2 separate regions of the Gossypium hirsutum genome follow, and region 1 is linked to region 2. A link is a contact called in public Hi-C data. All regions are on one chromosome and are shown on one strand. The core of a region is the stretch at or near the end of the contact, and the rest is flanking DNA. Distances in the headings are between cores, read along the strand shown.

Region 1 (6,260 bases), core at 2,472-4,971, 410 kb after region 2:
TTTAATTTTAAGTTAGGTTTACACTACTCACAATGAATCCTCTCATCCATTTTATATTTAACTTCTTGATTGGGTAAATATCAACGCTATTAAAAAAATTAAAAATAATTTAAATTCTAAATAAATCAACCAACCAAAATGTTAATATTTTATAAATATAATTACATAATTTTCTTCGCCCTTACTTTGTTTTGAAAGCACGCCCTATTCTAATATTTAAAATATGGTGGATATTTAAGTCCAATGCAAGACAACCTTAGTTTCTAACTTATTGGACCACCGGTTTAGGTTTTGAACCACATTGTTGACCGTTGATTTTTTTCCCATATTGGAAACTACGTATACCTTTTTTACTTTCTAGAAACTATTTATTAGAAAACGTAACTAATAAATTTCTCATAGACTTCACTGCTTTTTTCTCTTTCTAACATTGTAATTTAATTATTATTAGAAAATAGTTAATATCATATTAATAAATACATTATTTTTATCTTTGTTAAGGGTATCAATAAAAAAAAGAGAACGTGATGGTACTGAAAAAAGTCAAGAGCCAAAGAAAGTATATAAGTAAAGAGACTAAGTACATAAAAGAGAAGGTTGAGGGTTATAAGGTAGCAGTGAATGCTTAAGGGTTGATCCTTTCTTTATAGTGTTGATGTGGTAAACTTGCTACTAATGAACAGTCATTGTAGAGCACATAGGGAGATGATCGTGATGGGGTTCATTTTGTCATTTTTTCTGAGTTATGGTACGAGGTTGTTATGTTCAAGTGTGGTTTGATGGCTTAAATGGCATGTCCACAATAGGAGTGTTTACACTAAGAAAGCAATTGCATTGCGGAGCGAGCAACTTGTTCACAAGAACGGTAGATAAGACCCTTCTGAAGGTAACAGGTAGTCTGCTCACAAGAACTAATAACTTGATGACCAGAATCCTTCTAGAGGAGTCAGGAGATTGGATAGAAGTAGGTCTTCTGAGACGCTAGTCATTCGGTAACCACCTGGACAATGGAGAGCAGCGGATTGCTTATGGGAGTTTTTCAGGTGGCTTGTTATGTTGCAACATGTCTAAAGCCGGAGGGTGTGTTACAGTCTTGATATTGGTACATAAAAGTACCGATATGTTTTTAAATATTTTTCATATATATTTATAGTATACTTTTTAGTTTCTTGATAAATCATATATAAATTTAAATATTTTTCACGCATATATTTATAGTCTATTTTTTAATTTATTAATAAATTATATATTTTCTAAAAATAAATTATATATTATATATACATGCAAATATATCTCAATTACATTCATAAATATGTTTATATGTAATATAAGTTTTAAAATTATTAATTAAGTACAATAATTTAATTTAATAACTATTAATTTTAAATGTAATTATAGAAAAATTGAAATAATTAAAATAAAAAATTTAAAAGTTGGTCTAAATGTCAAAATTCTTTATCAATTAGTACGAACTAGTACACATTAATACAAGTCAATATTAGCTAAAATGGGTCGAAGCATATCGAGATGGTCGAAATGTACCGAAATTTTAACTAAAACGAAACCTAAAATACTTGATACTAATTTAGAACTAAAATAATATATACCAGCTAATACAAATGGTATTGATACAATATCAACTACTATCATGTCATCTCAAACAAGTGACAATATATATATACATTATTAACAAAATAACGCAAAAATAAATAGTTATTGCCATTAAGTAATATTAATTTTTTTATTAAATAAGTAATATTGAAATTTTTTGAAATTAATGAATAAATTTTTGTATTAAAATTATGTTGTGTATTTGATCTAATAGATTGAAGTAATCCCTCAAATTGAGGGATTGCTAGGTTAATTTTTAGTGAAATGATAATTTATTTATTTTTATCATTGTTTATTTTATATAATATTGTTTGAAGTTATAATTAACTTTAAAGTGCATATGCTGATTATTTTAAAAAAATAGTTAATGAAAATTGTTTTTACTGCTAACTTTTTTCTTCTTTAAAAATAAAATTTTACGTTGAATTTGTTTGAAGGTAAATTTTTATACGGAAAGTATTTTCAATCTTTTTTTTTTTTACGTAAAACAGGATGATTAGCATAAAAAAAATTTGTCAACATAAAATTATCTCTTTATTCTTATAAAATACGTTACCAAATTTTTTTCATAAGATATTTTTCAAATTGATAGGACTCTGTTCACTATAACACCCTCATGCACTACCTAAATATTAGGTTAAAGCACTGGGATGTTCCATTCTTTATTACATTCTTTACTTATCAAATATTTTCTTATAAACTTTAATAACTTTTCAATTTAGTCTCTCTTTGTTATAAAGGTTCGATATTCATTAATTAATCATATTAAATCAATATTCTTTTTTGTTACACTTTAATAACATAATTTGTCTCAATATATTGTTTCACATATCAAATTTCTATGTGATTCACTTCTATTATTTCATCCATATATTTTCTTAAGTTTAACAATTTAGTCCATGTCATCATAAAAATTCCATATTTTTCCAAAATTTCACTTTTACAATACTTTATACATATTTTATCATCTCATAACATATTCATTAAACTTTTATCATAATTTCCTTATTCACATATTAAATTGTTTCACAGTTAAACTTTTGTACATTTTTCAATTTAGTCTCTGTTGTCATGTAATTTATTTTTTCACGACATAAGCACTTCAATCAAATAATTCATTATAATATCTTATTCCACATAACAAATTTTCATACATATCACTTCTCTTGTTTCAATTATAAATTTCATAAAATTTACAATTTAATCCTTAACATCATGAAGACTCTTTATTTACTATAATTTCACCTTAACATCACTTTGTAATCAATTTACCTTTTATCATAAACCTCAAATTTATGTTTGTTTCATTGAAAACAATTTTTAAGAAATATTTTCATGAAATCTAGAAAAGAATAGAAAATATTTTACACATATTCATCCAAACACTAGAAAACATTAATTTTTTTTAAAAATTATTTTCGATAAAACAAAGAAAGCTATGATAAAATGTTAAAATCCAAAACCATATTTCTACATTCTCAAGAGGAGCTATACCATTTTTTTTATTTAAATTTTTTGTTTCAATCAAGTAGAAGCATACATATGCGTGGTTGGTGATTCGAGAAATTTGGTTACAATATATTATTAATCCTTGTATTTTTTAAAATTTGAGATTTAATTTCTATATTTTAAAAGTTAAAAATTTAATCTTTTTATGTTTTCAATTTAAAAATTTTAATCTAACAATTTACATCAAAATATTTATTTTCTATTAATTATATACAATGTCATATAAGGACGGTTTAATCAACTTGTTAAATTGATAAAATTTGTCGATAACACTAACGATGTTGATGATAGGATTGATATTTTTAAATTAAAAAAATAAAACTTTTTTTAAGTATATAGACTAAAGTATAGAGAAATTTTTATATTTTTATATTTATTTCAATTTTAAACTAGATGAAATGAGCCTGTAAACAATTATGGTGAAGTTTGAAGAACTGAATTTATTGAGTTAAATGCGAATTGCTATGCGCACCTAAAATGGAAGAAAAGGAAATGGGGGGTTTAATTTAAAATAATGGATGTTTAGTCAGCCATGGTGATTGCGACGAGACAAGCACCACGCCCCATTTGACGGGGCCAAATTCATGTATATTATATACCCCACTTTTCAACCCACCCTTATAATTTCTCTCCCAAACACATTTCCCAAACCTAATTTCAAAGAAGAAAAAAAAAAAAAAAAAGCTATTCTCTCTGTGTTTGCTTTCTGTCGCTGGCGCCTATACTGCACCCGCCACAATGGGTCAATCTCCTTCCGCCGCTTTAGACAGGGAAAGCTCCTTCAGCCACCGTTTTGGCTTTTTATCTTCTTCTAGTTTGGGTTCCAGCGATGGATTTTCCGATGAGATTTTGGCGAATCGGGATTACACCGCTGAGATTCCCGACGAGTGTTTAGCTTATGTTTTTCAATTCCTCGGCCATGGTGATCGGAACCGTTGTTCGCTTGTCTGCAAGCGGTGGCTGTGCGTTGACGGTTGGAGCCGCCACCGTTTGTCTCTCGACGCTCAATCTGAGATCGAAGCTTCTTTGCCTTCTATCTTTATGCGCTTCGATTCCGTAACCAAACTCACTCTACGTTGTAGCCGTAGATCAATCAGCTTAAGCGACCGCGCTTTGGTTGCTATCTCAATCCGTTGCCAAAACCTCACACGGCTTAAGCTCCGCGGTTGCCGCGAAATCAGCGATGAAGGGATGTCGGCTTTTGCTAAGAATTCTAAGAACCTAAGGAAACTTTCTTGTGGTTCTTGTACGTTCGGTGCCAAAGCTTTGAACGCTGTCCTTGATTATTGCTCGAATTTAGAAGAGTTATCGGTGAAAAGGCTCAGAGGAATCCACGACGGAGCTGAGGCGATCGGGCCTGGAGCGGCAGCTTCTTCGCTGAAAACGATTTGCTTGAAGGAGCTCGTTAACGGTCAGTCTTTTGAACCGCTTGTGGTTGGAGCAAAAAACCTTAAGGCTTTGAAAATTATACATTGTTTGGGTGATTGGGACAGAGTCCTTCAATTAATTGGGAATCGAAATCGAAACGGAAAAGAAAATATCCATCTTAATAACTATAATAGCAAAGGTAACAATGATGCTTTGATGGAAATTCACCTTGAGAGGCTTCAAGTAAGTGATATTGGCCTATCTGCTATTTCCAAATGCACCAAAATTGAAAATTTGCATATTGTGAAAACCCCAGATTGTTCAAATTATGGGCTTATTAGTGTAGCTGAGCATTGTAAGTTGTTAAAGAAGCTTCATGTTGATGGTTGGAGGACTAATAGGATTGGAGATGAGGGTTTGGTTGCTGTAGCCAAACACTGTCCTAATTTAGAAGAACTTGTTCTGGTTGGCGTTAATGCTACCCATTTGAGCTTGGGAGCCATTGCTTCTAATTGCTCGAAACTTGAAAGATTAGCACTTTGTGGAAGTGGGACTATTGGTAATACAGAGATTGCGTGCATTGCAGCAAAATGTATGGCTTTGAAGAAACTTTGCATCAAGGGATGTCCTATTTCGGATATTGCCATTGAAGCACTGGGTTCTGGTTGTCCCAGTTTGGTGAAAATTAAGTTGAGGAAATGTAGGGGAGTGAGTTGTGAGGCTGGTGAATGGTTGCGCGAACAAAGGGGATCTCTAGTGATCAATATGGATGCTTGTGAGATAGATGGTGGTTTTGAGGCTAGTGTCAGTAATGGTGGAATACATGAAGTTGGGGTGGATTTTCCGCAGGTGGTTAGCCAAGTAACTGACAGAGATGCTTCGACGAGCAGCAATGGCAGGTTAGCATTGTTAAGGTCAAAGTTTGGGCTTTTTGCTAGTAGGAATTTTGTGGCATGCACATTTAGAAGGTGGTCTAACAATGATGATAGTTTTAATAGCAACTTGTGAATGATCCTTTTTAAGAGTTGGAACAATATTCTTGATTTGATCACAATGCAACTTTGTGAGACGAATCATTTTCTTCATGCTTTTTGTAGTTCTTGATTACATTTTTTCTTGGGAATGTGCAAATTTGGAAGGAAAAAGCATGGGAAATAATTGGCCACGTATTTTCTGATGATTTTTTGTAGTCGTATTGTATATCCCCTTTCTACAATGTGTTATTTTTTTATATCTGTGCATAGATATTTGCACTTTGTATAAGAGGTGGCATTTTGTAGGTCTGAAATTAGATTCCATTCCCATGCCCATGGATTACGACCTTTTGAAATTCGAATCTCAATTCTAAACATATGTCCTTTCCTTCTACAACTCAATGTTTTGAATGGTCATGTTGATTTTCTAGAATCATTGGACGTACTTGGTAAGCCTTTTCTTTCATCTCGACTTTGATAAAGAAATTTCTTCTTAATTCTTGGTCTGAAATCGCATGCCTGATTTTTTTCAACCCTTTCACTGTGTTTAAACTTTAAACAGCCTTTGCAATTTTCTTTGAAATCTAAATTTTAAAGCTAGAACAGGCATTAATTCAACTTCCGGGGGAAATATCCTCTTATATTTACTTTCATTAAAAAGAAAACAAACTAAAACCAAGTCAAATTGTATTTTACTTTATTTATTAAAAAACGGACAAATGCGCATTCAAGTTTGGTCATCGAGATTGACATGAGGGTTAGGGAAGGCAAACTCTAAGTGAATATGAATTAAATGGA
Region 2 (6,201 bases), core at 2,544-5,043:
GGTTTTCTCTATCAAAAGTGCGTATAAGATTTTGACAGAAAAATCTTGGAGAGTAGGGAAGTTGCCAGGTCCTCAAAGGGTTCATTTTTTCTTATGGACGATTTTGAAACAAAGACTTCTTAGAAATATTGAAGGAGTTATGCGGGGATTAGTAGTTGATTCCTCTTGTCCTTTTTACGGTCATGCTCCAGAAGATATTTTACAAATTCTTAGAGGCTACACAAGCATTAAGGTAATCTGGAGTCAGGTCATCCAGGTAAGTCATCGAACGAACTTTTTTTTTCGAATAGTTTACATGATTAGATCTATTGTAATGTGCAGGACACTACCAAGATACACGAGGGAAGAGCCAACTGGTCGTGCCTCTTTGGCATACTTGCTTGGCGTTTATGGAAGAACCGTAACCTTTTTATATTTCAAGGAAGATCCTGCAGTCCGGAGGAAATAGTTAAAGTTTCGAGCAGCTGGGCCAAACAGTTTTTTTTTTTACATCAATGCTGATCCGAATGGCTGCTGTGAGACTTACACTGGAGAGTCAGCAAGTGAGAAATGGCTTTTGTTGAATACAGACGGTGTTGTTCAATTACATTCTGATAATGCAACTGTTAGGGGAATAGTGCGGGATGAGACTAGAGATTGAGTTTTTGGATATAATAGATATTTAGAGAAATGTTCAGTTTTTTATGCAATTGAGGAATTCTAGAGGGGCTTAAACTCATTCAACATGGAGGTTACGATAAGGTGTTAATTCAATCTGATAGCTTAGAAGTTGTGAAAGCCATACAATGAGGTTTTTCTATTTCTTCAAACTCAGCTTTGATCAAAAGGATATAGAGCATTTTGTCCCAATAAGGTCAGTGGCAATACATCCCTAGAGAGCAAAATCAGGTTGCAGACTACTTAGCTAAGTTGGCTTTGGTCAAGAAAGAGGAGTTACAAGTTTTTGATTCTCCCCCTATAGAGAGTTTAGCTTTTATTTTTATTGATTTTGATAAGATAAGGGGTTTTGTTCCTCTTGAGAATATTTTTGTGTAATTCATACTAGTAATTATTTATTTCACCAAAAAATATATATAGGTGAATAAGATATGAATATCCAAATAAAAAATAAAATAATATAAAAAATTATGAAAACATATAAAATTAATTTAATTTTATTCTATTAAGGGCGGTGCAATGCTAGTTCTCAATCCACTTTAAAAATTTTAAAATATTTTAAAAAAGTTTATAATTGAACTTAACCATTTAAAATTTAAAATTATATATATGCTAGCCAAAATGTGAACGCATGACTCTTTCATTGACTAACCAGATAAGCTTAGATATCTAAAAGAAAAAAATGTTCAGTTTGCTAAAACAATATATTAATTGAAGTTAATCTAATTTACAAATAATAGATATGGCTGATTTAAACACTTAACCCTATTGAATTAATTTAAATAGAGAAATTAGACATCTTAAGAAATGAAATTCATTTAACAATAATTTAATGCATTTATATATTTTATCACGCCATAATTGTATTTAAGCTATTTTTATTTCGTATTAAAAAAAATCGATATTTTTTATGATGATTTTATTCTAAATTCTTAATAATTGCACATATTCTATTTTGTATGGAGTCTAGTTCCATATTTTCGTACTGTCTGATATTCTCAGCTTAATAATATTTTAATATCAACAATTGAGCGTAAATTACGTCAATATTTATAATAAATGAAATTGGAATAAATTTATCTTCGAATGATTACATCAAAAAATTCAAATACATAAATTGGTAAAATTATACCATTTAACAATAATTTGTTTTATTGACTATGTATAATTTTTTTATTCACAAGGAGAATTTTTATGGTTTCAATTAAATTTAACAACATTTAAAAATGTTACGAATATTCTTATTTTAGGCAGCCGCATCTAATGTGGCTGCAATATTAGACAAGGACATGAAATGTGGTCGGTAGCTAAAGCTAACTTCTGTTGTAGTGTCTTGTTCCCGATCATAGAAAGATTGTAAGGAAAGCCGAGAAACCCAATTGTTGCGGGCTTTTCGTCTTAAGCTTTTCAACTCTTGGTGGCTTTGGGACTTCATGGCGATGGAACTAACGAAGGATTTCAACCGTTGGATGGCGAGTTTCAGGGTGCTTTCCAACATGTTAGCAAAGCAAACTCGAAACCAACCTGGTTCAATGCAATGACATGAAGAACCAGGCGAAATGTTTATTTTAACATGGTAAACAATTTTCTGCCACAGCTCCATTTCGGCTTCGAACGTGTTGGACTTCAAAAGGTGCCTCATGTCGACCCAACAGAACAGCCCGGCATTGCTGTCTAAACACCTAATGCCGGCTTTTTCCAGGCCTGAAACCAGGTCCTTTTGTTGCTTTTGAAGCCTCTTGTGGTTCTCGGACATGTATTCTTTCGTGAACTTCTTGTCGAATAACATGGCAGAGAGTAGATACTGTGTTTGAGAAGAAACGAGGCCGAAACTGGACATTTTAATGGCGGCGGAGACAACGACGGGATCGTTGGAGTAAATAGCACCAACTCGAAAACCAGGAAGACCCAAATCTTTAGAAAGACTGTATACAATATGAACTCTTTCCCAGACTTGAGTTTGATCGAGATTTCGATCTTTTAAAACTTCCATTACACTTACGAAGGATGGAGAGGTGAAAACAGTGCCGGCGTAAATTTCATCGCTGATTAAATGAATTTGTTTGTCTTCAATGAAGTTGATGAGTAAATACAATTCGTCTCTCGCCATTGTCGTCCCCAGTGGGTTAGAAGGGTTGGTGATTAAAACCCCTTTCACTCTCAGCTTCCTTTTTTGAGCTTGTCGATAAGCTTGTTCGATGGCGGGTAAAGTGACTTTGAAGCCATTAGAACTGGTACAATGTATGGGTACTATTTCAACCCCAGTTCGCCACCTCAGATCTCTATCAAAACTATTAAGGGGGGGAGAAAATGATGAATGTATGAGTGAATTACGTATGTTTTCATGCATGCATAAAATAAGGTATAAAGAAAGCAAAAGATATACCCTGGGTAATATGGCGTAGGAAGAAGAAAAGCGTCGCCTTGATCAGCGAGACAAAACATAAGAGTTTCATTGGCGGAGGTTGCACCAGCAGTGAGAACTACATGATTTGGGTCAAAACTTACTTTGTTTCCTCGGATTTCACCCATGAAATCAACCAATGCCTGTTCATCAAAATCATCAATAACCCAAATATTATCTTCTAATATGTTTATGGGATATTTTTTTTAATTAGCTAAGCTTACCCTTTTGAATGCAGGGAAGCCATTATAATCTTGGAAAAGAGCAAGCTCTTTGAATATGGATATCCCATCTCTCTTCAAACCCAGTGCATCTGGGTTTTTCATCAGCCATGGTTCAAGAAGATCCAAGCAGAGCTACAAAAAAGAATGCATTAAGATTTGAGATATCAAACTCAGTTTCAAAAAAGAAAAGAAAAAGAAAATCTCGTTACCTGATTTTCTGCAAGACCCATCTGGATAATACCATTAGGGTTGTTGACTTCATTGTAGGGGTTTTTCTTATATTCCTGCCATCCTAGAAAGTAAGAAGAATCTTGCCCATGAGTGTTACAAGTGGCTCTTCTTGACAATAACCCCATTTTTGGCCTCTTTGAGCTATAGAAAAAAGGACTTAAAAAGCTCTAATATAAGCTCCTGTTTAGATCAATCGTAGCCAAAAGAAAAAAAATAGAGAAAGAGAGGGAAGAAATGTAAGTAATGGTGAGGTCTGCTGCAAATGGAGATATATATACATTGCATAAGGCACCAAAGTTTTAAATTAGGGCCGCTTTTGACTATACTGATTGGAGCTTTATTTAGGATAGAAACAGAGAACTAATAAATGACAGGTTTTTTATGTATTTACCAAACAGCAGATAAGCTAATTATTTTATTTTGGGCATAACAATAAAAGATAATTATATTATAAAATTTTAGAAGATACTCTTTTTACTATTTTTTTATAAAATATTGTAAAAAAGTCTAATAAGGAATTAAGGGGAACAGAAGCGTCCGCCTGCACCCATTAGCTTTTATTTTTATATAATAAATATATTGAATATAAAGAGAAAAATAATTGTTTCTACCACACATCCATTTTCATCTACATTTCTTTTTATACAAATGAGATATGAAAAGGTTACAGAAATCCCAAAAATTAAACACAATTTCTCTTCTTATCAAAATTATTTGTTTGTCCTATGGAGGAAAAAGGCAAAAGCATGGGCTACACGACTCACCCACATCAAAGTCTACGGTAAGTTGGAGGGTATAGGCCCTTTCTCTTAACCAATCCAACCCTCTTGTTCAAGATGTCCTTGATCTACCCGCCGCTTTGAAATTTTCAGATTGAGTTACGACTATTTTAAATATTACATTTTATTATTTTAAAATAATAGATATACTATTATAATTAAATTAAAAAATATTCATTATGAACTTTTTCAAAACCCTACAACTTTTTCTTTTGTTTAGTGGCGGTGTTACCCTTACCACCCACCTTTTTCTCTTGTCTATCAACTCTCTTTTTATTTTTTTTCTCATTCACTCCAAGTATATTCTCTCTTTTTAGTTTACAAATTTATTTTTTTAAGTATTTCACAAGTTATGATGAACAGATGACGGTGTCTATCATCATTAAAACGCTACCGACTTTTTTTTAAAAAAAATTTGGGTAACTCTTCGTTGATTTCTTAATCTGTTTCTGTTTTGAGAGTATTTCAAAATAATAAATTATTTCATGAGTCGGTTTGGACTCGTGTTATTAAGTTTTATATTTTTCATAGTTTAATAAGTTTCACTTTTAAAAGTTTTTGTCTATTCACTACAGCAAAACAGGTTTTTAGCAGTATTTTTAGCGGCGTTTGAATGAAAAACGCCGCTAAAGATTGAGTATTAGCGGCGTTTTTTAGAAAAATGCTTGATCTTTAGCGGCGTTCAAAAAACACCGCAAAAAAATTAACACAACGCCGTCGTTTTGTATTGAGCCTTTAGTGCCTTTAGCGGCGTTCAAAAAACGGCACAAAAAAATTAACACAATGCTGTCGTTTTGTATTGAGCCTTTAGTGCCTTTAACGGCGCTTTTTAAAAACGTCGCTATATGTACACCTTTAGCGGCGCTTTTTAGAAAACGCCGCTAATACTTGATCTTTAGCGGCGTTGGCTTTTTTTGAAAAACGTGTAAAAGAGTTTTGCAAAATTTTAGTGGCTTAGCGGCGCTTTTTAAAAGCACCGCTAAAGATCGAGTATTAGTGGCGCTTTTTTAAGAAACGCCGCTATAAGTACACCTTTAGCGGCGCTTTTTGAAAAAAGCCAGTAATGCTCAATCTTTAGCGGCTTTTTTGAAAAACGTCACAAAAAATGAAAAAAATTAAAATACTATTATTTAAATTAATTTTAAAGATTTTTGGTATATGACTAATTGTTTTTTAATTTATATGTTAAATTTTTTCTTATATACTTGTAAAAAAGATAGTATTAATTTTAAAATATTGAATATCATTATAGTTTAAGGTTTACGGTATATGGTTAAAGGTTTACTGTTTATGAGTTATTATTTTAAGGTTTATGGATTATGAGTCTAAGGATTATGGTTTAAGGGTGGTTTATGGGTTGGGGTTAATGGTTAGGGGTTAGGGGTTAAGTGTTAAGGGCATAAGGGCTAGGCATTAAAGGGACATGGGTTAGGGGTTTATGGTTTATGAGTTAATATTTTAAGGTTTATGGATTATGGTTTAGGAATTATGTGTTGGGGTTTAAGGTTTAGGGTTAGGTGTTAAGGGTTTAGGGTTTAAGAGTTAAGGGATATGGGTTTAGGGTTTAGGATTTAGGATTTAAGGATAAGGGTTAAAAGTTTAGGGTTTAGATTAATTAGTATTATTTAATTTATATATTAAATGATTTCTTATATAATTGTAAAAGAGATAATATTAATTTTAATATATTAAAATTATGATTATTGTTTAAATTATTTAGGAGATAATAGATAAAATTTATATATTATTAAATATTGACTATCATAAGTTAATTATTGTGGCTACCAAATTATAACAAATAAAAATAAATATGAAAACTAAGACATTAGTGGCGTTTTTTAAAAAAACGCCACAAAAAAATAGGGGAGACTTTTTTTTAAAAAAAACACCGCAAAAAACACTACAG

Evidence for each region. Hi-C and Micro-C count contacts between places; a contact is called where the count stands out from the background.
Region 1: a Hi-C map of leaf shows a contact between it and region 2, with 3 times the contacts expected there. The contact joins the promoter of LOC121208280 here to the promoter of LOC107915933 in region 2. A contact is called at or near these places in 4 of 34 Hi-C or Micro-C datasets (all in leaf).

What each region holds. Positions count from the first base shown.
Region 1 is chrA10:17,781,472-17,787,731 of Gossypium_hirsutum_v2.1, forward strand. LOC121208280 (F-box protein SKIP2) reads left to right here and starts at 3,722. Exons shown (of 1, transcript XM_041078822.1): 1 at 3,722-5,646. The coding sequence starts at 3,859. The coding sequence ends at 5,496.
Region 2 is chrA10:17,369,493-17,375,693 of Gossypium_hirsutum_v2.1, forward strand. It overlaps LOC107915933 (1-aminocyclopropane-1-carboxylate synthase), which reads right to left and starts at 3,794. Exons shown (of 4, transcript XM_016845117.2): 1 at 3,495-3,794; 2 at 3,286-3,417; 3 at 3,044-3,204; 4 at 1,762-2,948. The coding sequence starts at 3,641. The coding sequence ends at 1,904.